4 separate regions of the Sus scrofa genome follow, and regions 2, 3 and 4 are each linked to region 1. A link is a contact called in public Hi-C and HiChIP or PLAC-seq data. All regions are on one chromosome and are shown on one strand. Each heading gives the region's core, a stretch centred on a gene start, on an enhancer-like site or on the middle of the called end of the contact. The rest is flanking DNA. Distances are from core to core; before and after follow the strand shown.

Region 1 (7,065 bases), core at 3,085-5,584:
CAACCACTGTAGCTACTTGCCCAGCAACCCACCCATTGTCTACCTAGGGCAGTAAAATGGAGGAGGAAAGCCATGAGAGAGGGCAAGACAGGGGTGACGCCTGAATTAAAACACCCACAATTACACTATATGGGAACATATCTTTGCGAGTATATGCATGTTCCACCCAGACAAGTAATGACGTCAGATTCAACTCCTGAAACGCCCACTAAATCTACCTGGCCTCTGTGTGTTCCGGCCTCTCATCCCAGAGTGTTAGTGTCATTGGCCAGATTTCCCAGAGTCTTCAGATTCCCTGTTTAGCCAGAAACCTAAATAGAAGGATGCTTTTTGCTTTCACTGCTTAGTTACATCTTTCCTGTCATATTGCAGCCTGGTCTACCCTCCGGAGGAAAGCAGACATCTTCTAGTGAGGCCCCAAGCAGAGAGAGGGAATGGGGACCCTGCGAAAGGGCAGGAAACTTGCCCAGAAAGCTTTTTAATTTTTGTCAAGCACTTGACCAACATGAGGATCACCACTAGTACAAGTTATTTAACCAGTGAGTGGCAGAGTCCCAGCCAGGAATCAGGTTGTCTGACTTCTAGTTTGGTCTTCTAAGCCTTTCTGAGGTGAGCATATTATACATTTCCCAGATGCTTGCTACAAAATATCCCATTTCTGAAGTTCTGTGGTGCAGTAGGTTAAGGATCTGGCATTGTCACCACAGCAGCTGGGGTCACTGCTGTGGCGTGGGCTTGCTCCCTGGTCCAGAACTTCTATATGCCTCATGCACAGCACCCCCTCCCTGTCTCCAAATAAACAAATAAATAAAAAATTCCATTTCTGACTCTTTTGTCTTTCCCTGTGCATGGGGGTGGGATCACTCAGAGTCATTTTCTCCTGGGTTTTCTCTGCTGCTGTCCTTGCTGGTTGCTTGTTTCGCAAGTTAAACCTAGGCACACACGTTTTCAATACCCTTTTCAATAAGCAATATTTTTATTTGTAACAAAATTATAATCTTATACAATTGCAGCCTCTGTGGCTTACAATGTAAATGTTCAGAATGCCAGCTGCTGCCTTGTCCTACTTGTTTCTGCACTGCTTGGCATCCCTAGGTCTTCTAGGTCAATGAGCTTCAGAGCCTCTCGCCTAGATATATATGATCATGATTCGCTCTCACATTTATATGTCCAAAGGTGCTCTTGGTGGGTTTGGTGGGAATGGTCCAAATGCCTACCCGACTGTCAATACAGTCCTAAATATTTATTAAGCATCTACGGCATGTAGATGCCTTTTAAGTTGCTGGAGGAGAAAGGGCTGAATTATAAAGCTAAGATTCATCTATGCTTTTTTTTTTTTTAAGGAGCATAATTTAGCTGGGAAAATGAAAACAGTCAATTTCAACTTTTCTAAAGATTTGTGAAAACCCCCAATGAGTTTCATTGTCGTCCTGATCTCACAATCCTAAACGGCCTTAAAAAAAAATCTTATTTCACTGAATAAGACGAGAGGTTGGACCACCATGCCAGCTAGTGGCCTCGTCAATACTGACGGTTATATATTTAAATCATTACTTTTCCGAGTACCAACAGCTTTCATGCAGTAAACCTAATCTGGTCCTTTGCCCTACCAACGCCTTACCCATTTCCATGCAGTAATTTGCCAGCTGGGTCTACGCTCTTCTAAAACGCAGGCTAAGGGGATAAACTCTCTGACTCTTAAGCACCTTGAAAGCTGCGGGGCCGAGGAGGGCGCAGAAACAGGCCACGCATGCATATGCATGCCCTAGGCAGGTCTGCTAGGAAGGTAACCTTCCCGCGCCGGGAGGCGGGGTGGCGGAGGTCTTCCGGGCTCGAGAGGAAACCTGCCCGCGGCGGGAGGGCGACACCCCTCCCCGCCGCCGCCCCCAGGATACTGCCCCTCGCAGTTCGTCAGCCAGCCAAATGCATTCCAGAGATTTGCACAAGACACACTTCTCCAGGCAGTCCTAGAAACCCGAGCCCGGAGCGGGAGAGGGCGGGAGGGAGCGCGCGGCCGCCGCTGAGGTCACATTCGCGCCGCCTCCCCGCCCTCGGCGGCCCGGCTGTTCCCTCTAGCGCACACTTCCCAGGGCCTCGGTCCAGTCCGGTGTAAATGTCTTTTAAACAGAGACAGCGCTCTCCTCCCCCTTTCCTCCCGCGCGGGGTCCAGGGCATGTCGCCAGGGCCTTTAAGGCAAAACGAATGAATGAAACATTAGGGCGAAAGCGCACGGGACAGCCACTGCGAAGCTCCTCGGACTGGGTCTAAATCCGGCCACCGACCCGCTCGTTCCGCTCCAAAAACTCGCCGGCGAAGCGCGATCCGTGTTCTTGGGTCTTCCCATTTCTCCCCGGATTCTGCCAGTTCTCAGTCGATTCAAGGAGCTTCTCTGCTCCCCACCGTTATCTGCCCCCCCATTAGCACCCCCCCCGCAGACCGGGGAGGGGGTGGGGGTGGCGGGGGGGGGAAACGGGGGGAGAAATAGCTTTTAGAAACCCGATCTGTTGTTTGCGAAACACAATCGCTTTTTTTTTTTTTTTTTTTTTAAAGCGACAGGGTGTCTAGACGGCCACGTGACGAGGCCGGAGCCGGGCGCGCCACTGCGCAGTGGAACCAGCAGAGCAGAGGGCCCGCGGGGGGTGGGGGGGAGGCGGCGGCGGCAGCGGCTGGGGGCGGGGGAGGGAAGGGGAGGAAGGGGGAGGGAAGGGGGCGGGGGCGGGAGGCCTTGCGGGAGGCGGCGAGCCCAGGGCACACTCGCTCGCCTGCTCGGCGCACGGAGGATCCTGTCCCCGAACCGCGCCAGGCGAGCCAGCCGGGCGCCGTGCTCTGTCCGCTCGCCGCGCGGGAGAGAGCTGCCCGAGACAGAGCCAGCCCGCCGGCGCCGAGCTGCCGAGCGCCTGGCCCAGGAGTCCCTGGTGCGGCGCGGCGAGCCCCCGGCGGCGGCAGAAGGACTCGAGCGCCAGGAGAGGGCGGACGGGGGACAAGGAGGCTCCCGGGCGCGACGAGGAGAGTCTCGGAGGAGAAGGCGGCGTGAGGGACACCGGGGCCTCCAGCCGACGCAGCCTTGTCGGGGCGAGCAGCCCATAAGGGGAGCCCCGGCTCCCAGGGGAGGGGACACCGGCGGCCCCCGCGCTAGCGAGCGGAGGGCGAGAGCGCGCGACCCGCCAGGGGCCCGCCGCGGCCGCCGCGCCGCCCTCCCCCGCGCTGTCAGCCCCGCGGGGCGCAGCCGCCGCCGCAGCATCTTCTGCCCCTGCGCCCCCGCCAGCCCCGAGGAAGTCCCCGCCGAGGACTAGGGCCCCCGGGAGCTCAGGAGGAAAGACCAGAGACTCCTCCAAATCACCCAGATGCGAAGGATTGAAACAGCCTAGCCAAAGCTTTCTGTGGATTAAAAAAATACACGGCTTTTTTTTTTTTTCCCCCGAAGAAAAGGAGAGGAAGACCAGTGGGGCTCTGCAAGGAAAAAGGGGAATGTAACTCGTGGATACCTTTTTTCCACCCCTCAGACGTCTTGTTCTACTTTGTAAACATTTTCTTTTTTTAAACCCCAGCTCCAGCCAGACGCCCCCAGACCTCCGGGGTGCGAGGAGGTGGTGGTTTTCATTTTGGGCTTTGCGTATTTGGTTCTTAGATTTTGAGAGAACCTCCTTATTTCGCCAAACATCTCCTGCGGGGTGAAGTCCACTCGGCCCCCTCCCCCGAGTCTTCGTGTGCACGGAATTCAAGGAGATCCGGTTACTAAGGATATAGAAGAAAAAAATAAATCGCGTGCCTGCCTTTTTTTTTTTTTTTTTAATTGCCTCCTTCTCCCCACCCCCAAATTAAGTTGCTTAGGAAGGGGAAAAGAGGCTTTTTCCTCCCTCCGGCAGCCCAGCCGAACGCCTTTCTTTTTTTGCCCCCGCGGATCTTCCATGTAGGAAGCCAAGGCTGGCGAGCCCGACACTCGGGAGCCGCTGCGGGGGGGCCTCTTTTTGGGGAGGCGCCGACCGGGGTAGGCTTCGCCGCCCCCAGGGAAGCGGCGGCCGCGTTCCTCCGGGGTGCGCCGGGGCCCGAGAGCAGCGCGCGGCTCGGGCCGCGCGGGGTGGGGCAGCCGGAGCGCAGGCCCCCGAGCCCCGGCGGGCGCCTCCGGGCCCCCGCGCGCCCCCCGGCCTCCGGGAGACTGGCGCATGCCACGGAGCGCCCCTCGGGCCGCCGCCGCTCCTGCCCGGGCCCCTGCTGCTGCTGCTGTCGCCTGCGCCTGCTGCCCCAACTCGGCGCCCGACTTCTTCATGGTGTGCGGAGGTCATGTTCGCTCCTTAGCCGGCAAACGACTTTTCTCCTCGCCTCCTCGCCCCGCATGTTCAGGACCAAACGATCTGCGCTCGTCCGGCGTCTCTGGAGGAGCCGTGCGCCCGGCGGCGAGGACGAGGAGGAGGGCGCGTGGGGAGGCGGTGGAGGAGGCGAGCTGCGGGGAGAAGGGGCGACGGACGGCCGGGCACATGGGGCCGGTGGCGGCGGCGCAGGCAGGGCTGGCTGCTGCCTGGGCAAGGCGGTGCGAGGTGCCAAAGGTCACCACCATCCCCACCCCCCAGCCGCGGGCGCCGGCGTGGCCGGGGGCGCCGAGGCGGATCTGAAGGCGCTCACGCACTCGGTGCTTAAGAAACTGAAGGAACGGCAGCTGGAGCTGCTGCTCCAGGCCGTGGAGTCCCGCGGCGGTACGCGCACGGCGTGCCTCTTGCTGCCCGGCCGCCTGGACTGCAGGCTGGGCCTGGGGGCGCCTGCCGGCTCACAGCCCGCGCAGCCGCCCTCGTCCTACTCGCTCCCCCTCCTGCTGTGCAAAGTGTTCAGGTGGCCGGATCTCAGGCATTCCTCGGAAGTCAAGAGGCTGTGTTGCTGTGAATCTTACGGGAAGATCAACCCCGAGCTGGTGTGCTGCAACCCCCATCACCTTAGCCGACTCTGCGAACTAGGTAAGAAGTTGTTCTGCGCCCACCCACCTCTCCCCTTGGCGCTCAAGTAGTGAAAGAAAAGCCCCCTTCGGCTGTGTGTTTGTGCAGCTGTCTCGCCAGAGGGGAGAGTACATCCCCTCCTGGGAGAAGACTAGAGGGACAAAGGTAGAGAAGGGACTGGGGGGAACCTGGAAAGGCATTCCCTGGGGGTTCCCTTACAGTTTTTTTCTCCTCCTCTGTTTCCCCTAGCGGGGTTTTGGGCACTGCTCATGCACACACTCTACAGACCGGGGGTTAAAAATTAGATAGATTTCTCATTTCCGGATCAACCAAGGGGTGCAGAGAGAAGTGTGTGGGGGGGAGGAGGGGGGGTCACGCCTCCCCTGCACCCGGAAAGGCGTTGAGGTGTGTGGCCGAGTTGGATTCGGTCCAAGCCCGCCAAGGAAGGCTGGGAGAAGCAGTTGTAAAGACTGGAACGTCTCTGCCTGCTCCTTTAGTAAATAAGGAGAGTCCTGTCGGGCACAAGTGGCTGGGAAAGTGCCCTGTCCGGAGTAGCTTTGTGTTTTGGGGCGAAGAGAGTTTGATGGGCGGCGGCGCTGGATATCTGCTCTCAACTCTGCCAGCCCAGGGTGGAAGAGGACAAGCAGTCAGGAGAAGTTGGGTGCCCTCTGCTTTTTCCTTTCTTCCTGCACAGGAAAGCACAGTTCCTGACTGCAGAAGGGTCGGGCCCCAGCCCTCCCTGACGACACGGCCCCTTAACAGCTCTGGGGCCTGGGCTTCTCAGCTGAGATCCCAGCCTCCTGCATTGCTTTCCTTTTCTCTGCATATTTGTGTGGGGCGGGGGTGCACCCGGGGCGTTCACAAATCCAAGTTCACCAGCGGACTTGGGGTAAACCTCGCGGGTGGGCTGGGAGAGGGGAGCCCCGAGTTCCCCCGCGCGGTGTGGAGAGGAGCTGCGGTGGCCAAGGTGAATTTGCACCCCTGGGGGACGAGTCAGGGTGGGGGGGCGGCGGCGGGAGTCGGATCTGAAGTTCTGGGACCGAGCGGGGGCTTGGTCGCCCCCCGCCCTGTGAACTGTGAAGTGCCCGGCCCCGGTAGAGCCGGTGGTTTCCAGCCGGGCCGGCCGAGCGCGGCGGCGGCGGCCGCAGACGTGGAGGAGCGGAGCGCCGAGGCTGGCGCCAGGCGGCCTCTTTTGTTTATCTGACAGCTAAATATCAAGGCAATCACCGCCTCGCGGCCCTGCCTCCAACCCCCACAGCTAAGACAAACAGTTGGGCTAAAAGAATGCCTCTGTTATCATAAGTTTCTATCTCTCTTTCTCATGGCTCGGCCTTTATTTTCTCTTTCTTTTTTAATTCCAGAGTCTCCCCCTCCTCCTTACTCCAGATACCCGATGGATTTTCTCAAACCAACTGGTGAGTAGAGGGTTTTAAATATATCCTTCCTATCTTAGGTTAGAAATGGAGTCTCTAGAACTCGGATTTTTTATGTCTAGGCAGCGGCTTGGGGAGACCCTGGGCTTGCCCCAAGGTGGTTATAGGTTTCCTCTGTGGGAAGTTTGGTGGATTTTTTTCTGTTTTTGTTGTGACTGAACCTGGAGATAATATGTGTGTGTATAGATACAATATTATGCATGTATGTGTTTTTCTTTTTTTTTTTTTCAAAGATGTTTCCTAGATATGCATTACATTTTGTTCCTTTTTTCATGTATTTGCACTCCACAACCCAAGTTGGCTCAGCTTTTAAACACGTGGAATTTGATCCTTGCAGAAGTGTCTTGGGAGCCAAAGAGGACAGGTTGATGGGAAACTTTGGAGACGTTATGAGTGCCAGAAGTATCAGTGGGAAGAATGGATAGCTTGGTGGGAGGGAAGACAGTTTAAAAAGGTACAGAGAGGTCTTTGGGGTAAGCGAATTTGAACCTTTAAGACGTAAAGACGACAGGCCCTTCCCTTCCTGGTTTTCTCAGAATTCTTGGTGGGGGCTCTGAAAGTTTTTAGCATAGTTCTGCCTGCCTGTTGCTTTGTCACCAGATGGCTTGGGGCCAGGGCAGAAGCCGCACTTGAGACTGGCACCAGCCCCGTTGCGGTTGTCTGCATTCAACTTCTGACTGGCAGTGCAGGGGCTCACAGTGCCAGGG
Region 2 (7,415 bases), core at 66-2,565, 410 kb after region 1:
CTCGCTGAAGAACCCGAGCTGGAGCCCACTCCGCTCCGGCTTGGGTCACCAGCTCCACCGCGAGCTGGTTTTTCAGAGCCTGTCAACTTAACCCCTGCTCCGCCGATGGATCTATTCCCTAGGCCCAGATACACAGCGGCGACAAGAATAATAATAAATAAGCCAACACAATCACCGCTGCGGGGAATGTCCAAAGCTGCGACTGCAATGGATCCACCGATCCAGTTTCCTCCTCTGCTCCCATCCCCCACGCCCCCCGCGGCCCGCGGGCTCACCAGGGACGGAGGGAGGGAGCAGCCTGTCTAGACGACAGACATCCCCGCGCCCGCGGGGACGGGCGCGCACACACATTCACACGCGGCCGCTGCCACTGACACAATCAGTCACCGAAGGAGGGAGGGGCAGCGAGGAGACATTCTCTCCGGGTCCCTCCGGGAGCCGCGAGCGCAGCAGCCTCCGGCCGGGAGCCGCCACCCGGAGCTGCGCTCCCTACCTCAGCGGAGCGCGGTCAAAACAGCTGCAAGTTTGGCCGCTACTAAACCAACTGCTTGATGCAGCAAATGCGGGCTTCAAAACAAAAGGGAGAGGAATCACGCTCGCTCTCTTCCTCCCCCCCCCACGGGTCGGAATCCGGCACATGACAGCGGCTACAACGCGCGGCTCCAACGCGAGCCGAGCTCCAGCCGAGCGCCCCCCCGCCAAGAACCCCCCTCCTCACAGGAGCTCCAGGGCTTCGGCTCCCCTACCGGCGGGGAACCCTGCGGAGAAGCAGCAAACCTGAGGAGGGGGCGAGACCGCGTAGTGCGGTCCTCTACAGAGGCGGGGACCACGGATGGGCGCGGACGCCTGGCCGCCCCGGACTCAGGGAGGGGGGAAGGGGGCGAATTGTTTGGGGCGGTTTTCCCGGATTTATCTATAAGCACGCGCACGTCACGCAGCCGTCCTCTCGGGTCCCCGAATCGACCCGCAAGCGGAGATGACTAAAAGAGGGGGGCGGGCAGGGGGATGCTCACCTCGGGGTTCCTCTGGCCGCCGCTCCGAGCCCGAGCCGGGGGGTGGGGGAAGGGGGCAGGGAAGGAGAAGGGAGGGAGCAGGCTCGGGAGAGCCTACTCCTGCCTCGAGTTCCGTGCGTCCGGGCAGCGGAGGGGCTCCGGCGCCCCAGCGCACCAACCCAGCAGAGAGGGGAGGGAGGGAGGGAAGGGAAAGAGGGAGGGAGGGGCGGGTAGGGGGGAGGGAGTAAAGGAAGGAAAAAAAATGATCCCTGCTCTGACACAGGGAAAGAGAATGTTGAAGAGTGACGTCCAGTCCCCGCCCTCCCCTCCGGCCACGTGCAAAGACTCGAAAGGAAAGAGGGCGGCGGGAGGCCTGCTGGGTAATGTAGTTCTCCTTTCTTTCCCGGGATGGCGGGCCCTGGAGAGCGGGACGCCGCGGGGAAGCCGGGGATGCCGCCTGAGCAGCCTAGATAGCCCAGTCTAGCCACCCCAAAACCGGCCGACCAAACCCGGCTCCCCTCACGACCTTGGCACGGCCTTGGATGGGAACCTCTGCGTGGGGAGAACTGGGGGCTTAGGCGCGGTCCAGGCTTGCAGGATAACATTGGGTTTTAGGGACCAGACCAGTTTTAAGGATGTGGACTTCCTTACTTTAAGTGCTAAGTCCGTACTAATGGCAGATAAAAGGGAGCTTTGTGTACGCATTGGGCTGCCCAAGTGTAGTTATTAACGCTGTATTAAATGCTAACGTCTGTTATTGAGATGCATATGTTATAATTAACATTTGAACATCTCAGTGGCAGGGGTGGGATGTTGTAATTAGATATGCACTTTGCAACCAATTAATTTTCCATTGGCCATGGCAAGGGCTAAAGCAGGGAGAATTCAATGCAATGGATAATTCAGTAATCACTTAACCAAATCACCAGTGTTTTCCAAGTACCTACTAGGTGCTAGGCACTGAGCCTTCTAGAGAAACATATGATGCTGCACACCCTCCAGGCAAGGGGATTATAAACTCGGGGGAGGAACTGTGTGACAATATAATCAAAGAAAATCATGTACTACGTCATGTAACATTTGGTGGGTATTTTTCACAGATGGGATAGTTCTGGGACTGCCAAGACAGAGCCTCGATTCCTGCCCTTAAGGAGCTCAACATCTGGTTAAGGACCACAGACAAGGAAAGTAGAGTAAGTCAACACTTAACATGAGAATAAGCATAAAGTGCCAGGTATCTCTCAGGATGGAGGGTGGCTGCAGGTGGGAGAGGGTCAAGGAAGTCTTCCTGGAAGAAGTAAGTAGTACTGTAGCTAAAAATACTAAAATTTTTAACAAGGCAAAGGATGCGGTAGGCCTCTGACTAAGGCTACAGGGTATAAAGTCTCCGTATGAGAGATAAGAGAGCAAATTATGCAAGTCCCAGCAGTTTGGCAGGGCAGAAGAGGGCAGGGACCCCAAAAGGAGGCTCAGGGATGAAGGGTGGGTCTAGAGGGCAAAAGGAGCCTAGGATGGCTTTTTGCCAGAGATGGGGTTTGCCGTGGGCCTTTGAAGAAATGGTGGGATTTCTTTGAGAGTGGAGAGCATGTGTTCTTGGCTCCAGGCTCAGAATGCACCAAGCCATCAAAGGCAAGCAAAGCAACATCCAGTCACATCCAGTAGAGCAGCTCATTTGACTCTTGCATCAAAGGGCATGGAGGGAGGTCATCTTCTCCCTTCTAGAGGAAGGCAGCAGGCACGGAGTTGCACATTTGTGATAGGCAGAGTGGGTACCAGAAGCTAGTTGTCTGGGTGCCAGTCCCAGTCCCCAGGCCAAAGGAACACACTTAAGCACACCTGACTCTTTCCGCTGGTGGGTCCCTCCCTCTTAGCATTTATGCCTCATAGGCTCCACAGTTATTTTTGTGCTTTGACATCTGAATGATTTCCTAGGTTTACAAAATATAAAGCAACAGTACTGGAATCTAGCCACTCAACAGATTCCCATTTACCTACTTTTTGTCGTCAATGCTGTTTTGCACATTGGGTGATAGGCATGCTGCCTGTAAAGAAACAAGAATGGAATTGTCTGGGTCTTGGTTTTGCCTTTGCTTTAAATCACACCCCAGAGGTGACAACAGGATCCACTCCCAGAGGTGAGGAAAGGCTGAGCAATGTGCAGCATGCAAAACATCCCTGGAGAGTGCACGCCTCTGTTTGGGGGCTGTGCCTGCAGTGAGGGGACCAGGGGGGACAGCAGAGACTCAAGAGTCAGCCTGACCCTTCAGCTTGAATCTCAAGCATGACCATCCCTGGATCTGTGACCTTGAGCAGTTTACTTAACCTCCAAATGGGTGACCTTGGACAGCTTATTCAACAATCTTTCTTGACCATGTGTGAAGCAAAGGTGATAATGCAGTTAAACTCGCTCAGTCACACAGCAACACTCTGTGTTGGCTGATTCCTTTTCCTGTTCCAGAGTCTCTTTCTGGGCCAGGATGATGATCTCCGAAATTTTTTTTTTTTTTTTTTTTTTTTTTCTCCTGCAGTTAGGCCCGCAGAGCTGGTGGTTCAAGAAAGATTCCTGGGGGTGACTCATCTTCATGTGTGAAGTAGGTTAGGTTTGCCTTCAAGGAACCTTCACCCAGTTTTAGTTCTCCCCTCCTGCAGGCTCAGCACTCCTAACCCTCCCCAGCTGGCAGCGGCTACATTTTCCCCCTTCCCACCCTGCTACCCAAGGACCTCTCTTGTGTCACCCCACCCAAGGCCCCTTTGCTGAACAGTGTCCTGGTTTCCCGCACTCCTTCTTCCCCTCATCAGCATTTACCACCTGCTTTCCATACCCCAGAATCTGGCTCTCTGCCTTACCTCCAGTCTAATAAACCTTCATCAGTGGATGATAAGATAGTGTTTTGCTTCTCTCCTTCAACTATGCCATTTTTTCTTATTGAGAGGCCTCTGAAATGGCCTGTGCTAATGAGGATTTCAGGCTGGAATGGGGATCTTTGAGAGGAAGACTCCGTGAGTCCCTCAGGCTGAAAACTGTGGGTTTCCCAGTGTGGGAGGCTTGGGGCTTGGTCCCTGTTGTTGTGTCCTCCTTCTCTACAGTTGATCATACATGGCCTACTTGCAAGCTTAGGTCCCAGGACCTGCTAGATGCAGAGTCAATGAACTAGCCCTGGAATCATGGCAGATCTGAGTGGCTCAGGGTTGCCTCTGTCTAACTGGTCAGCACATAGCCAAGAAATCAAAAGCCACACTCTCTCTCTGCTTTAAGTAGTTGCTTTTCCTAGTCCACACTTTCCTAAGAGAATAGTAAAAGCCAAGATTTCTCTTTTCTTCCCATTTCCTCTTTGCCCTCCTACCAGCCTTTCTACCATCAGCCAGGGCAGTTCTTGAAGGCCTGGCGGAGGCCCACCAGAGTTCAGGGGTAGAGACACGGCCTGCCTTCAGGAGCTGAGGCAACCAGCTGGCCCTCATGAGATCAGAGAAGAACTGATGGAGTGCTGTTCTGCGCAGGGTGATGCTGAATGAGCAAAGCATTCTAGGGAGCATGCTAGAATGGTCAGAGAAGACGTCTGGGAGAGAAACAAGAAGGGATCCACTTATAACTTCCCACCAGAAGGAGGTCAGCTGTGACCTGAATCCCGGTTTTGTAGCACTGGCCTGGGAGGCATGACAGAGGTTGTTGCTTCACGTGGAAGCTAGAGAGCAGATTCATCAGGCATCAGGTGGCTGGCCAGTGACCCCACAGAAGGAAGGAAGTTATCCGTCTAGTGTCTTCGCTCTGTTACTGTGGTGTTGGCCTAGAGAGATAACAGCTTGATAGGACCAGGTTGAATTTCACCCATGCCTCAGCTCAGCTTCCACCACACAGCCCCAAAGACCAAAGCCTGAAAGGCAGGTGGAAAGTGATCCACGAGGGTGGAAGTTTGGAGGTGGAGGAAGGGACAGCAGTAGAGAAGGACGAGCTTGAGAAAAGCAAAAGCTGAAGAAGAAAGGAACTAACATGTGTTTATCGGGCAAAGGCTGCACATGAGGTGTTGCCAGGCACCGTGGGGATCTCAGCATATGAAACGAGGTTCCAGGCCCCACGTGTTCCTATTCTGCTGCACATTTTCTTCTCTGGGTCTCAGTTTTCACACCTGTAAAATGGGAGGCTCTGTGATCGCTAAGATTAACTCCAAACCTGAAGTTATCCCTTTGAGAAGTTTATTATCCAGCTGACAAAAGAAGCTGAAAGTTAAGTAGCCAAAAGCATGAATTTTGAGCTATTTAATTCCAGAAGAGCAGGAAGTGTTTGTCATATTCATCTAACAAAGCCCTGAAATCCATGGGGGAAGAGAAGACAAGCAGATCTTGTCTTGCAAGATTCAAGGACAGTATGTGAAGCCCATGAATAGTCAAGCATTCCCCAATTTCTTTAGAGTTCAAGGTCAGACTTCACAGGTCAGTGTCATGAGTGATTCATCCACAGATGGCCTTGTCCATGCTGAGGACTTAGGCAAAGATACACCCCCACATATCTGCAAGAGACAGGTTTCATTGTTTGTCAGGCTACATTCTAGAAAAACTGTGCCACTTTCATACTGAGTGGGGCAGCCAGTCGTATTGGACCAAGGGTACACATCTGATCCAAAGGGCTCTAGGCCATTTGTTGGGCCTGAACTTAAGTGGCCCTGGCTCCCGCAGATGAACTGAACCAATCAGATTCCCTTTTGCCGAAATCTGCAGGAAGAGGCTGAGAGGCCTCTGCTTGTTGGTGACTCTGCTGTCCTCCATCAGGTTAGGGGGAGGAGGGGCTTGTGGCCTTGGTGGAACAGGTGCCAGAAGAGTAGGCAGGGGAGATGGGAGTGAGGGTGAAGGGGAGAAAAGAGAGGGAGGGAGCTGTGGAGAGTAGCCTCAGTTCCTAATTTTCCGATTCTCTGTCACAGACTGCTCTACTATACCACTCTTGGATTCCTAATATTTTGTATCCTTTTATTTTATTTATTTATTTGTTTATTTATTTATTTTCCGCTGTAATTTTGTGTCCTTATAGTAATTCCGTTTAATTTGTGCTAGGTTGAGAGAGTTTCTCATTGTTGAAATCCAAAGGCCCACATCCGGGGTGGCAGGGGACGGTGGAGCGGGGGAGTAGACTGGGGGTTTGGGATGGAGATGTTCTAAAATTAGGTTGTGATGATGGTTGTAAATATGATACAACTTATTGAATTCTTCTTTTAAAAAGGCCCATATCTAAAACAGTCTGAAAGAGAAGCAGTGCAGAGAAAGGAGTTATGGCCATTATGATCCCTGCAGTTGGGAATTTCTCCTCCTCAACAGGCTTTTCCCTTTTCTCTCCCAGATGTCTCCCTCTTCAAGGCCATAATCTCTTCTCCTAAATTGCACTCTGAAATGTCTGCAAAATAACTTGGCCTTCAGCTTTCTACATGCTCAAAATCTCCTTTTCTAAGAAAAGTAGCTACTATATTAATTGAGCAATTACTATTTGCCAGGCAACAAGTGAAACACTAGAAAGTGCTTCAGTGTTTTGACATTGTAGCTTTTACTGTGTAAGGGACTGAGGCTGGGAGGCGTGACGGAACTTGCCCAGGGACACACAGCTTTGAGTTTAACCACACCCCTTCATCTCCAGACAGCATCCACCTTCTCTAACTCCCCAGCCAGCATCTCTCCTCTAGCTGCCAGGAATATCCTTCTTCCTCACTGGTGCATTTATAATGAGGTGGTTTTTTCTTTTAAATTGAGACTTCGGCGATAGGTGTGCATTTTTTGGTATATATCCGATGCCTCAAATGATTCTATGCTGTAGAAGAATGATCATTGTTCATATACCTCATCAGTCAAAAAAAAAAAAATGTTTTGATCAGCATCTGTAATGTGTTGGTCATTTACTTCAGTTATCTATTTTTATCTATTATATTTACCAAAATAGACATTTTTTCCTCCATTTTTATTGAGATATAGTTGACATAAACATTTTAAATGATGATCTAAAGATGAAATAAACATTTAAAATTTTTTATGAGTTAGTGGTTCAAAAGTCCTTTTGCTCTTAGGGAAACATTTTTTGCGTAAATTTAACATAAAAGGGACTATCAGTAAATATCACAATATTTTCTTCTGACAACCCAGTGGCTTGTTTGGGGACACACACACCTGGGACCCACATACATACCCTGGATTTGGAATGTTTGTCATGTTCCCCAAATTGTTAATAATATAGTGACTTGAGAAAATAATGAGATGCAGTCAGCTAAATCTGAGTGAGGGTTCATTCCTGTTCTTATTTATTGATAACCCTAATTGTTTTTATTCTTATGTTTTAAACCAGTGGTTTATTATGTATAATTATAATACTTGCGATAGCATAACTTATTCATCCAGCTTTTTAATAAATTAAAAAATTAAGGAGTTCCCATTGTGGCTCAGTGGAAATGA
Region 3 (6,626 bases), core at 509-3,008, 480 kb before region 1:
CAGGATCTGATCCAAGATACCCCACTGCATTTACCAGGAGGGTTTTCATGGCTTTCTTGTTACTGTTTCTGCACTAACTAGACACTGAAGTAGTTATCATGTTTCTTGTGCAGACAGTAAGGAAAGTTGGTGACCAAGGATAATACCTTGAGCATTGCATGTACAATAAGTAGTTTTCAAAGAACTGCTACTCCAATTCATGCATTAGATATTGTGAAAAACGTTCTTGGGCATTCCTGTTGTGGCTCAGCAGTAATGAACCCCACTAGTATCCATGAAGATGCAGATTCGATCCCTGGCCCTGAGCCGCGGGTTAAGGATCTGGCGTTGCTGTGAGCTGCAGTGTAGGCCCGAGGCTACAGTTCCAATTCAACCCCTAGCCTGGGAACTTACATTTGCTGCAGGTGTGGCCCTAAAAAAGACAAAAGAAAAAATCTTACTCTCTGATTTATGGCATTTGCTTAGCAACATTATGACATTTGCCTGGGCACACTGGTTTCTAGTGCAGCTTTTTATTTCAAGCTCTGCAAAAAATACAAATGGGAGGGGATGTTAAATTTCACAAACAGGATTGCCTCGAAATAGAACAAGCTGTTTCTTGGTCTATAAAGCTAGTTCTGAAAAGATGCTTACAATTGTTGCTAGGTCATTTTGGGGTAGGTAGACTGTGTAATTTTTGTACAGGCAAAATTATAAAGTACTTTGAGGTTGGTTTTGGTGCCTCTTTTTGCTATAGTGATTTAAAAATAAAATTATACATATAATTAATCTTTTTTTGCATAAGAATTAGAAAACACATAGGAAAAGACTTTTAATCATGCGTGATCTCATTCCCCAAAGATAATAATTGCTAATATCCTTTTAGCACCCACCCCCACAGTTATAAAGGGTATTATAAACATAATTCATATGTGAAAATCAGATACTATACATACTGTTTCCACTTAATCTGTCACCAACACATTATTCACAGCATTGTTTACAACCACTTCGTAGCAGTGCCCACCTCTTTTCGGCTAGGCTCCCAGGTACTTTGTATTTGAGTATATTTTCCTTCAATAATTCTGCCAAGTTCAACGAATTTTCTGGCAATAGAAGCTGGAAAAGTATATGTAAGATCTCTATAGCACTTTTCAGAGTATTTTGGCACATACTGACTATATAATGGAAATTACAGTGACATTTATTCCATAGCATTATTTAAGTAAAGTAATAGCGTATAGCACATACAAAACAACCCATAATGTGCGTTACTGCTGACATCGTCGATGTCATGGGAAGTATCACCATGATCCTGTATGTATTTTAGATGAGGAAACCAGCCGGAGAGGTGAAGCAAGGGCTTAAGGACGTCAATCTGATAACCTCAGCTCACTTGACCTCAAATTCTAAACTTCTGGTACTGCACCATATTGACCCTTTCCTGTTGGACATGTTCTTTCTGACAGTACTGCAGGCAGTTCTAGACCTGCTACTCTGTCTCTGTCAAACATTACTTTCCTATTTCCCCACTCGTCAAAGCTCTCCAAGGAATTCCTGGACTTTAGTGTGATGATTGGGTTGGAATGAACAGGGACCGTAATAAAGTTAGGCCACCAGAACAAGAGCTGCAAGGTAAACCAGGACTCCAGTAGGAGGGTTAGAAGCTTCGGTGTCTTCTGATTTTGCCGCGCGGCTTTGCCGTTGCCCTGGAGGCTCGGGAGTGTGGAAAAACGCGTAACGCCCAAAGGACTACATTTCCCAGAAGTCCACACGCCGCGCACCACGTGACCGCTAGCTGGAGCGCGCCGGGCCCTTCGGTCCCCAGAGGCGTTCTCGGCTGCTTCCCACTTCTTTCCCCGCCTCTGGGCCTCCGCACTGACGCTGCTCGGGCGGGAGCGGAGCCGTAGCAGGATCCGGAGCCAGGGCCAGAGCCGGAGCCGCGGAGACGTGGAAACATGGAGGCCTGAACCACCGTGCGCCACCCCGGCTGCGGCGGCGACCGAAGCTTGTCCTGTCCCTTCTGCCACCCACTTGTCTGTCTGTGAGCTGGAAGCCGATCTCCCCGTTGGCTGGGACAGGTGGGCTGTGGCGCCGCCCCTGGCAACGCGGCCCTGGAAGCCCCAACTGGGGCCTGCACCCCTTGCCAGAGCAGGTTTGGGGACACCCTTTCCATCTCCGGGAAGGGCAGGGGAGAAGGGTCCTTCTGCCGGGGGTTGGGGAACGGAGACACCCTGGAGGGCTGTGCCTGAGCCGCGAGAGCTGCCCATAACTCCCCTTCCCCCAATTCTAGGTTCAGTTCTGGCACTTCGAGTCCAGAAGTGAGGGGGTGTGTTAATCAGAGTGAGAGGGGCCTCTGTCCGAGTCTGGGGCTAGGAGTTGGGGAGGGGGGTTACCAAAGATCAAGTCGATGCTTTGGGAGATGGGGTTGAAGTGACAAATGGGCGTGTGATGGGCAGGGCGAGCAGTTTTTTTTTTTTTTTTTGACATACACATTTTAATGGTAATTTACATACCATAAAATTCATCCTTTAAAAGTATAGTTAAAGTGTAACTCAGTGTTTTTTTTTTTTTTTTTAAGCATATTTACAGGGCTGTTCAACTATCTAATTTCAGAACATTTTCATCATCCAAAAAAAGAAACCCGTACCCATTAGCAGTCCCTCCATATTCTCCTCTCCTCCACTCCCTGACAACTAGCAATTGTGTTTCAACAGAAAGGTGAGAGGGAGGGAAGTTAGCCCAGGTGTTTGGGAACTGGGCACAGTAGTGGGTGAATAAAGCTGATAAGATGAAAGTACTGAAATGTAGAGAAGCTGTGAGAGGATTGTAATAGGGTCAGCAAGGTAGTATCCAGGATAGACTTGGGGGCAGATTGGGTGGGATCCTGTAATGAGAAGAGGTAAGGTGCTGTACTGAAAGATACTGGGGTTTGAGGGCAGTGGAGAGGGACCCTGCCCTTGGGGCAGATGAATTGAAGGCTCAAGAGAGGAACTGGCTGTGGAATTGAAGAGGATCTATAGGAATAAGTGATTGATTGCTGCTGAGCATATGAAATTTATGAATAATGTAGATTTCTAGAATGCTGACTCTGCTTTGTAGTGTTTATCTTAGATAATTGTCTCCACAACTTGGCCTGGGGAATTGTAAATTCTCATCCTGCAGATGAAGAAACAGTCTTTTAATGGTTAGGTGACTTCCTGAAACTCATCAGGTTAGTAAATAGGGAAAAATGAGTGGAGATTAGAGAATAATTGATGCACTTGGCTTAAGTGGCAGACCATTGAGGTCGGACAAGGTTACAAGAAGGTGTTTCAATTGTTAAATACACTAAAAAATCTATATTAGTATGATAGGCCAAGGACTTTGTTTTTGTACTTTATAAATATGGAAAATTTCACACAATGGGGTCATATGGTAAACCCCTTTGTACCTTCTCCAGCTCTAACAGTAACTCGGGTTAATTTAGTTTCGTCTATGGCTCCACCCAGTCCTATTCTCACTCCATTTCATTTGTAAATATTTGCGTATATTGTCTATAGAAGATTGAGTCCCTCTCTTTTTCTTTTCTGCCACGCCCACAGCCTGGGGAAGTTCCTGGATCAGAGATGGAACCTGTGCCATAGCAGCAACCCAAGTTGCTGCAGTGACGCCAGACCCTAAACTAGCCGCACCACCAGGGAATTCTGAGTCATCCTCTTTTTAATATACCCGAAATATAATGATCGCACCTAAAAAATTAATAAGATCTTAATATGTAGAAGTACTTTTTAAAAAAATGTGGTACTCATTTGATATAAAGGGAATAAACAGCGCAAACACTTTAATGTTTGATTCTCTGAAAAATACAGTATTAATTGTTGCCTAATATTTCCAGTCAATCTTGCCTTCCTGATGGTTTCTTTTTCTTGGTTAGTATAGTTCATCCTTTTACAGAAAGTTTTAGGAATTGTCACTTTGGCTGGCTCTTTAATGGATGGAGTTTTGTGAAGGCAGGAGGAAAACAGAAGTGAAATTTCCACAGAATGCACAAATAGCTATTATATTTCATAGTGCTCTGAATATTTGGGCAGTTTGATTATGCTTTTCTTCTTTAGATGATTGTTAGAAGTTAGTTAATGTGTATGTATTCGTCTTCTGATTACTCTAAAATTATCACAGATATAGTGGCTTAAGACAATACAAGTTTAAACTTTAAGTTTATAAATTTAAACTTATACACTATAGAAAGTAAAACTTAAATTTATTAAATATAAACTTAGAAGTTTATAAATTAAAACTTTTTAAATTTTAAATTTTAAGTTTTGTATTTTAGAACTATGAAATGATTTTCACTGGGCTAAAATCAGTGTTTCAGTCCTATGTTTCTTTTTGGAAGTGTCTTGGGGAGAATCTGTTTCCTTGCCTCTTCCACCTTCTAGGGGCTGCCACACTCCTCGGCTTGTGATCCGCTCCTCCATCTTCTAAGCCAGCAGCGTTGAATCTCTCTGACCGTTCTTTTTAGTCAGCCTGACCACAGCTGGGAAAGAAGGGGTCTCTGCTTTTAAGGACCCATGTGATTAGATCAGGTCCACCTGAGTAATTCAAGGTACTTCCCACCTCAAGGTCCTTAACTTAGTTACACCTGCCAAGTTCCTTTTGTCACAGGTTCCGTAGATTAGGATGTGGATATCTTTGGGATCGTTCTGCCTACCACAGCATTTTGAGATATTTTGTTGAGACCTGAGAAAATTGGTGATTTTGTTTGCCACTTACAAATGCAGTGTGTCATCTTTCACTTTGTAGACAATGGGAATGGTTACTGCTAGAACTGTTCCAGTGACTATAAACAAACATATGGGGAATTCCCTTGTGGTGCAGCGGGTGAAGGATCTGGGATTGTCACTGCAGCAGCTTGGGTCCATGCTGTGTTGTGGGTTTGATCCTTGGCTTGGGAACTTCCGTGTGCTGAGGGGGTGGCGAAAAACAAAAACATGGAAAATACCTGTGACACCTGTAGGCTAGGTTTTGGTAAAATGAGACCTTTAAATACGAGTAAGTAAAAAAGGAAAGTAATAACATGTGAAGTTTTTCTATGTTTTGTTTTAGTGTTTTTGTATTCATGTTTTTTAGGTAATGTATGCTTTTTTTTTTTTTTTTTTTTTGCTTTTTAGGGCTGCACCTGCATCATGTGGAAGTTCCCAGCCTAGGGGTTGAATTGGAGTTTCAGCTGCTGTCCTACAAGGCCAAAGCCACACCAGATCTGAGCCTCATCTGAGACCTATACCACAGCTCATGGCAACGCCAGATCCTTAACCTACTGAGTGAGGCCAGGGATTGAACCAGCATCTTCATGAATACTAGTTGGGTGCATAGCCCAATGAGCCACAACGGGAACTCAGTATTGTATACTTGTAATCACAGTGTATATAATGCTGACCCACTACTTGAAGTCACAGAGCAGTCTGGGGCTATGATGGTGTGCATGCCCAGTGGGTGACAGAGGCACCTCTAATTCACCAGAAAGACTCAAAGTGAGAGAAAATTTTCAGGAAGAATGAGTGTCTGTGAGACTTGGGCTTGAATTCTCTTCTAGAATTTCCATCTTGGGACCCAGCTAGGCATGGTTGAGTGCTGTGGGCCGGAAAAGCAGAAGGGCAAGATGGCTGTTGCCATCCCTTTCCAGGATGGAGAGAAGACTCTGCATCTTAGAGTGGAAAGAATTTTAGGAAGTCCTATAATTGGGTATCTTGCTTCCTTAGAGGGTTCCACTTTCCAGCTTCCTCTCAAGGTCCTGACTGTCTCCAGGCATGAAGGTGCTGGCTCTCTGATGGTGGTGTGTTTTCTTGAACCGCTGACAGTAGGTGTAGTGGGAATTGTTAAACATCTGTGCCTATCTTTAAGCTTATTTTCCTTAGTGAGGTTCTTAGTTGAGCTTAATGCTCTGAACTGCTACTTAAAAACTGCTTGCACTTTTTTTTTTTTTTTTTTTTTTTTTTTTGTCTTTTTGCCTTTTCTAGGGCCGCTCCCATGGCATATAGAGGTTCCCCGGCTAGGGGTCGAATCGGAGCTGTAGCTGCCAGCCTACGCCACAACCAGAGCAACGTGGGATCCGAGCAGTGTCTGCGACCTACACCACAGCTCACAGCAACGCCGGATCCTTAACCTGCCGAGCAAGGTCAGGGATCGAACCTGAAGCCTCATGGTTCCTAGTCAGATTCGTTAACCACTGTGCCACAACGGGAACTCCTAAAAACTTTTAAATTATCCTTATGTTTATCTCTTTCTAGACAAAGTAATCTATTGGGGTTGAGAACAGTTTTACAACTAGCTCTTATTCACGAGAAGCTTTTTAAAATTCCATTCCTTTAAGGACATTTGGTAGTGCTTTTTGATGTCTTCTTAAGTTTTTGTCATGTCCTTTAAAAATGCAGATACCAGGTGAGGAGTGGGGGTAGGTGAAATGGATGAAGGTAGTCAAAAGGCACAAACTTCCAGTAATAAGATAAATAAATCCTGGGGATGTCATGTACAGCATGGAGACTGTATGTTTGAAAGTTGCTAAGAGTGGATCTTAGAAGTTCTCAACACAAGAAAAATTAACTATGTGTGCTGATGGATGTTAACTAGACTGTGACAATCAAGTTGCATTAATCATTGTGTTATAT
Region 4 (6,374 bases), core at 1,774-4,273, 270 kb after region 1:
GTGAGCTGACAGCCGGGGGGCCTCTTGGGATGACAGGGGCCCAGAATCCTCAGTGCTGGCAGCCCTCAGCATCACCGTGCCTGTCCCAGGGGAGAGTGAGGCCCCCACTTACCTCTCCCTGGATCCCCGCCAGGCTGAGAGTCCTCTGGGACCCCAAACACACTCTGAGACAAGAAGCAAAACGCTAAATTAACTTCCTCAGCAGTAATGGAAAAACTCAAGGTTTATAAACTCTGGGGAGTGAGCGGAGCCTGGGAGGTAGAGGAAGAGGAAGGAACAGAGCTGCCTACGGCCCCACCTCGGGGGCGAACCCTCCAGGGGTATGGTGCCAAGAGGACAAGTGAGGTATTTGGGGGACATAAGGATGCATATCATGCTTCAGTCATCGACTGAAGTCTCTCCTGTTAGAAGCACCCCAAGAGTGGATGGGGGGGTAGACGGCTGGGTCCAAAAGGAGGGCAGGACCTCCCCTCCTATTTCACAGGAAGTGGGACGGTGAGGCTCAGAGGCTCATGCTGGCCTGTCCCTGGGCCAGGGCTCTGTCCTCATCAGCCCTCTGCTCCAGAAGTCAGAACACCGAACCTCAGCGGGAAAGGCCAGAATTGTTTTCTTGACAGATCTCAAAGTTCAGCTTTTTCATAGTCTGTTTAGCTAGGCCTGTAACTACGTTACTGTTATTATTTATAGTCTATTTAACATCAACTTTTGATTATTCCCTTTGTAGACAAAAGCTGGTGTTTGTTGTTTTATTCCCCAGGTCAGCTTCCTTGCGCCACTAACTATGGCTCAGGGTCACTGCCGGCTACCGACAGAGGCTCTGAGTTCAGGGACAAACTCCTGTCACCACCAGCTGCTGCCCAACACACTGAAGGCGACAAGTCTGCTACACAGACAGCAGTGTGTCCAAAGAGAAGGGACAGAGTAATTAGCCCAGGGATTCCCCTCTTTCCTGAAACAAAAGTTGCCCCCCCACACTCTACCCCAGGCGGTGGCTCTGACCACCTGCAAACAAACACACAGTGTCACTGGGGTCTCTGCTGACATGTCTAAATTTGATGGCCAGGTAATAAGCACCCTCAGGAATGCTAATCCACAGGGGCTCATCCAGGGCTGTTGGGGTCAACAGGTCATCCACCTGGAGCATGGCTAGTGACAGGAGCAGGCGCCAGAGTCTGGGGGGCTATGGTGTTCCTGACTCACTCAACCCTTTTGCAAATCCACATCCTCAGTTGTCAAATAAGGTTAGATTCTTTGTCCTCCATTTGAGCAAAATAATGGTAAAGAACAAATAAACAGGAGTTCTTGTCATGGCTCAGTGGTTAATGAGCCTGACTAGTGTCCATGAGGACACAGGTTTGATCAGCCTTGCTCAGAGGGTCAAGGATCCGGCATTGACATGAGCTGTGGTGTAGGTCACAGACGTGGCTTGGATCCCGCATTGCTGTGGCTGTGGCGTAGGCTGGCAGCTGCAGCTCTGATTCTACCACTAGCATGAGAACTTTCATATGCCGTGGGTGTGGCCCTAAAAAGACAAAAAAATAAAAATACAAAACAAATAAATTTAAAAAAAGAATAAACAACCAAATATGTTGTCAGCAAATAGAAAGCCATAGGTGATGTCAATTACTGGCAACATTATCAAGAAGTTACCAAGACAGACAACAGAACGGGTATAAACATGAAACTTGCCAAGAGACTAGAGCTTACTTGTTTCCAACACTAAAAGAAATACTAATTCTGTGACCTGGTAGAGGTGTTAGCTAACAGTACATTTCTACCACACTGCAATGTAAATGTATCAAGTCAATATCTCCTATTCATTAAACTTGCACAATGCTGTCAAACAGATCTCAATTTTTTTAAAAAGATAGGGAAAAAAATATTAAGGGCCAATTGGCCTACAAGTAGGTCCTCAGGCACTGGTTCTTAACTTGAGCATCCATCAGGAGAGCTTGTCAAAACACAGATTGCTGGCCCCACCCCTAGAGTTGCTTGGTCAGAAGCAGTGAAAGGGGGGAAGGCCGCTAAGGATTTGCATTTCTTTCTTTCTTTCTTTCTTTTTTAAGGGCTGCACACATGGCATATGGAGGTTCCCTGGCTAGGGGTCAAATTGTAGCTGTAGCCACTGGCCTACACCACAGCCACAGCAATGCCAGCTCTAAGCCATGTCTGTGACCTACATCACAGCTCATGGGAATGCTGGATCCTTAACCCACTGAGCAAGGCCAGGAATTGAACCTGCATCCTCATGGATGCTAGTCAGTTTCCACTGAGCCATGAGGAGCACTCCAGAATTTGCATTTCTAGCAAGTTCCTGTGTGATACTCATGCTACTGGTCTGAGGACCACACTTGGAGAACCAGTGTCCTAAGGGCTGCAAAGGAGAGTAGGATGTGGAGCGTGTGGTGTGGGGAGAGGTACATATGTGTGAGGAGAGACACACGGGCACCCAGTGAGGTGTAGGGCAGCCCATTTATAGGGATATATTAAGCACTGGAGGAGCCCAGGAGAAGCAAAAGGAAGTGAGTTATCAGGGAGGGCAGCGTAGAGAAGATGACTTTCAAGCAGTCTTTGAAGAATAGGTATGTGGCAGGGAGGCAAATGTGGCGGGGGCGGGGGGGGGGGGCTCAGCACTGGTGCTGCTGAATCAGGGAGCATTAACTAGTCAAAGGCAGGAAGTCCCAGGAGAGAAACCTAGGAAGCCATCAGGCACCGGGGCTGTAGGAAAGTCTGAGGTTTCCCCATAAGGCCTCGGGAATGAATCACTGAAGGATTTGTAAGCAGGGCAAGAGGACGTCTGGTAAAACCTTTACCTTTTGGGGTCTAAGTTCCCCTGTCTGTGTAATGGGGTGATGGCTAGAGGGTCTGGGCAGGCCTTTTCCAGCCCTGACAATCTGTGATTCCACGGGGGCAGGGGACAGGGCGTGCTGCCACCCAGCCTGTGGCGTCGCCCCGCTGGCAGTCCCTTGCAAAGCACAGGGACCCAGTGGCCACTCACACATGCTTCTTCCGTCTGCCCATCTGCTGCCTCCAGAACCCTGGCCAGCCTGGGAAGTGGAGGCAGACGACGGGGAGGTGTCACACACACTGCTCATCTCTCCCCGTCCCAGGCCCCCCCTCCCCCGCAGCCTGCAGAGCCAAGCGGCCTGGGACTGTGCCCCGGTTCACAATGGAAGGAAGAGGGTGTAGGAGGGAGGTCCCCGGGCTGACCCTGGTATTGTTCTTGGGCCAGAAGAAAGCTTCCTCCTGCCGGCCACTGCAAGGCTAGAAGCGACGCCGGCCAGCCAGTGAGAGTCAGCGCGTCCTGGGGGGGGCGGGGGGCGCCTGCCGTCGGGGTGGCCTGGGAGCCAGGGCCCATTCACAAACGCCTGCTCCAGAGCACGTAGCCCTGTCCGCCCCCGCCCCCGGGCCCCCCGGCGGCGGCGGCGGCTCCCAGTGAGAGGAGCTGGGGTAAACGAAAATAACTAGGCTTCTCCGCCTCCCAGCTCACGGCCGCCAGGAAGGAGAACGCGACCAGAAATGGCACCGTGGCTAATAAAGGAATAATGGATGCTTCACACCCTCAGCAACACCTTCCTCTTCCCCCAGCCTCCGCTGCTCCTGCCACCCGCCGCCAAGGACAGAGCAGGAAGGTGCTGGACCCGGGTGCAACCTTGTTGAATCAGGACCAGCCCAAGTCACCAGGACATCCCCAGACCAGCCAGGGGGGTCACTCTAGCCCTGGGAAGCTGATCTAGGAAGCGGCGGTGGGGCTGCAGGCCGGGTTTCAGGACTGTTGTGTCATTCGGGTGGGTGTGTGCAGGAGGGTGGATCTGCCTCTCTCTGAGCATCAGTAGCTAAGGCCTCGGAAGCCAGCTGAGGGCCTGCTCTTGGCACTGGGCACCTGGCACCTCTGCTGGCGTCCTTGTCCTGAATCCGAGCCCTTCTGGAGCAGAGCTGGGCAGCACAGCTCCTGCTGTCTGGGAAGTGTCCTGGGCCCCCCCAGAGGTCGTGAGGGAGGCCGACTTGAGTCTGGCCTCTCTTGGGCCTGCCTCTGCCCCACCCTGCCCCAACTGAGGATCAAGCCCTCTGTCATTCAGCGAAGGATTCTGGGTATGGCCTGGCCTGAAGCAAGTCATGGACCAGATGACCTCTCTACTGGGGGCAAGTCCTGTTTTAAAGGGACTCTGGCCGGTCCCCAACGAAGAAACAAAACTTCCTTCCTCGGCCACCGTGGGAAGATATGTACAATCATAGGAACTCCACATAGGTCCCAGAAAGCCGGCCTAAGGATTGCTCATTTGCCCTGGCTCCATAAACCTTCCTTCCCTCGTACATTTCTCTGTTCAAGAACATTCAGCTGAGTCCCTATTTGGTCCGCTCCCAAGGAAGGCCTCGAGCGCTTGCCCCAACTGGTCTCTCTGCTGTTGGGAAGGGCCCTCCGGAACTCCGGGACTCCTCCAATCATTTCTCCATGGCCTCCGTTTCTTCTGAACCGCTGCCCATCCACTCCTGCGATCCTTCATGCCACACCCTTTCCTTTTCTCTCTATAGGTCCACCTCCCTGGCCAAGACTCAAGGCCCAGGCTGTCGTCTGCCTCCTCCAGGAAGCACGAGCACATGGAGAGGCAAGAAACAACTGGAGAAGCTCAAAAGTGGCCTAGCACCAGCTCCTTCAAAGGCCCATGGAATCCCTGAGGTCCGGGGTGGGCTGGTTGGTCTAGGACGGTTTCACAAAGGGGGTGAAATCTGACAGCGGGGAGATCTGGAGAAGGGAGAGGAAAGGACACCCCAGGTATGAGGGACGGGGTCTCACACGCAGCTGGAGAGGCAGCTCTGCTCTCGGCCTGAGGTCTACACGGGCACATGGGTGTTCTTTCAGATCTCTTGGATTTTTAAAAATTTTGATCGATAAATTGATTGATTGATTTGATTGATTGCTTTTCAGGGCTGCAAGTGTGGCATATGGGAGGTTACCAAGCTAGGAGTCGAATCAGAGTTACAGCTGCCAGTCTATGCCACAGCCACAGCAATGCATGATCCAAGCCGCATCTGCAACCTACACCACAACTCACAGCAACACCAGATCCTTAACCCGCTGAGTGAGGCCAGGGATCAAACCTGAAATCTTATGGTTCCCAGTTGGATCTGTTTCTGCTGCACCATGACGGGAACTCCATCTGGGTTTTTTTTGTTTGCTTTGCTTTTTAGGGCCGCACCTGCTGTACATGGACATTCCCAGGCTAGTGGTTGAATCAGAGTTGGCCTACACCACAGCCATAGCAACACAGGATCTGAGCAGAATCTGCAACCTACACTGCAGCTCATGGCAACTGCAGATTAAGATCATGGTGGCTCCTTAACCCACTGAGTGAGGCCAGGGATGGAATCCACACCCTTGAGGATACTATTTGGGTTCGTAATGCACTGAGCCACAATGGGAACTCCCTAGATCTCCATTTTTGATGGGACTGGGGAAACTCAACTGAATCTCCACCCTTCCACCCTCCACCGCCAAATCACAGAAGGGGCGTGTGGATGGTCCCCAAGCGTATTTCTTGTCTGTCAAGCCCCCCAAGTATGTGCTTGCTTCCAGGTGTCACTGAGCCACTTCGTAAGGCCACTTCATACATGTTGAGTGGTTTTTGCTCATTATATGACCTGGATCACATTATGACCCTCGGCAAAGCCTTGCCATGAACATCAAGCCCATATGCGATCCCTTGTGACAGTTGAAGAAATGGGAGCCAGAAGAGAATCATTTTGGATGGACTCCAGGATCTTCTGCACAGAGAACTAAAGGGGTCTCAGATGACAACTGCACGAGCTTCAGGATTTTGTCACCTGTTTTAACTCTCAGGGCTTATCAGCCTTTTCCAATAAAGGGCCAGATAGGAAATATTTCAGGCTTGGCAGACGGAAGGGGCAACATTGCAGCTACTCAACTCTGTCTTGTAGCACAAACACAGCCACAGCCAGTGAACAAACCAGTGGGTGTGGCCATGTGCCAATAAAACTTTATTTGCAGAAACAAGCTGGAAGGCTGGTCTGCAGGCCACAGTTTGCCAAATTCTAAGACCCTAACTGTGCTAGGGATAATTGAGGCTGTCATGTAAGGGAGGCAGGTACTTCTGGGATCCCCCAAAGCCAGAATGTACTTGCCCCCTCCAGCCCCAGCACCCTGCATTTGGCCCCTTCTCCGAGACTGTGGAGAAGAGTCTCACCTAGACTCGGCTGGTGACCTGCTTCCTAGGAATGGTTTTAGCTGTCCCCAACTAAGCTCCTCACCCTGAAAGCAATAATTGCTTGTAAAAAGACTCACAAAAAACAAAAATAGGCTGGCCTCACAGCGCACACTGCCTACTGCCTTTGCTACCTATGGCCTCAGACAGGAA

What was found. A called contact is a pair of places that touch in the nucleus more often than the background predicts. HiChIP or PLAC-seq counts read pairs in DNA pulled down with a chosen protein or histone mark.
Region 2: a contact with region 1 is called in a Hi-C map of skeletal muscle, with 5 times the contacts expected there. The contact joins the promoter of CTIF here to the promoter of SMAD7 in region 1. A contact is called at or near these places in 4 of 47 Hi-C or Micro-C datasets (embryonic fibroblasts, heart right ventricle and skeletal muscle).
Region 3: an H3K27ac HiChIP or PLAC-seq map of alveolar macrophages shows a contact between it and region 1. The contact joins the promoter of DYM here to the promoter of SMAD7 in region 1. A contact is called at or near these places in 1 of 47 Hi-C or Micro-C datasets (liver) and 1 of 2 datasets of contacts at active chromatin or transcription factors (alveolar macrophages).
Region 4: a contact with region 1 is called in an H3K27ac HiChIP or PLAC-seq map of skeletal muscle, with 6 times the contacts expected there. The contact joins the enhancer-like site here to the promoter of SMAD7 in region 1. A contact is called at or near these places in 1 of 5 promoter capture datasets (liver), 15 of 47 Hi-C or Micro-C datasets (alveolar macrophages, embryonic fibroblasts, epiblast stem cells and 8 more) and 2 of 2 datasets of contacts at active chromatin or transcription factors (alveolar macrophages and skeletal muscle).

What each region holds. Positions count from the first base shown.
Region 1 is chr1:98,539,584-98,546,648 of Sscrofa11.1, reverse strand. SMAD7 (SMAD family member 7) reads left to right here and starts at 4,334. Exons shown (of 4, transcript NM_001244175.1): 1 at 4,334-4,946; 2 at 6,287-6,340. The coding sequence starts at 4,334.
Region 2 is chr1:98,127,213-98,134,627 of Sscrofa11.1, reverse strand. It overlaps CTIF (CBP80/20-dependent translation initiation factor), which reads right to left and starts at 1,315. Exons shown (of 12, transcript XM_013992850.2): 1 at 1,014-1,315. LOC106508955 (a long non-coding RNA gene) reads left to right here and starts at 1,287. Exons shown (of 3, transcript XR_001306118.2): 1 at 1,287-1,372; 2 at 2,093-2,185.
Region 3 is chr1:99,019,796-99,026,421 of Sscrofa11.1, reverse strand. It overlaps DYM (dymeclin), which reads left to right and starts at 1,758. Exons shown (of 17, transcript XM_021092922.1): 1 at 1,758-2,060.
Region 4 is chr1:98,271,265-98,277,638 of Sscrofa11.1, reverse strand. The region is part of intron 6 of CTIF (CBP80/20-dependent translation initiation factor); the gene reads right to left. Among named protein-coding and RNA genes, the nearest start is that of TRNAD-GUC, 46 kb to the right of the region's middle. Within about 2 kb of position 3,023, at least 29 of the 83 cell types and tissues checked have an H3K27ac peak or open chromatin away from gene starts, as enhancers often do. A contact at or near this core is called in alveolar macrophages, liver, retroperitoneal adipose tissue and 2 more, where this site is marked.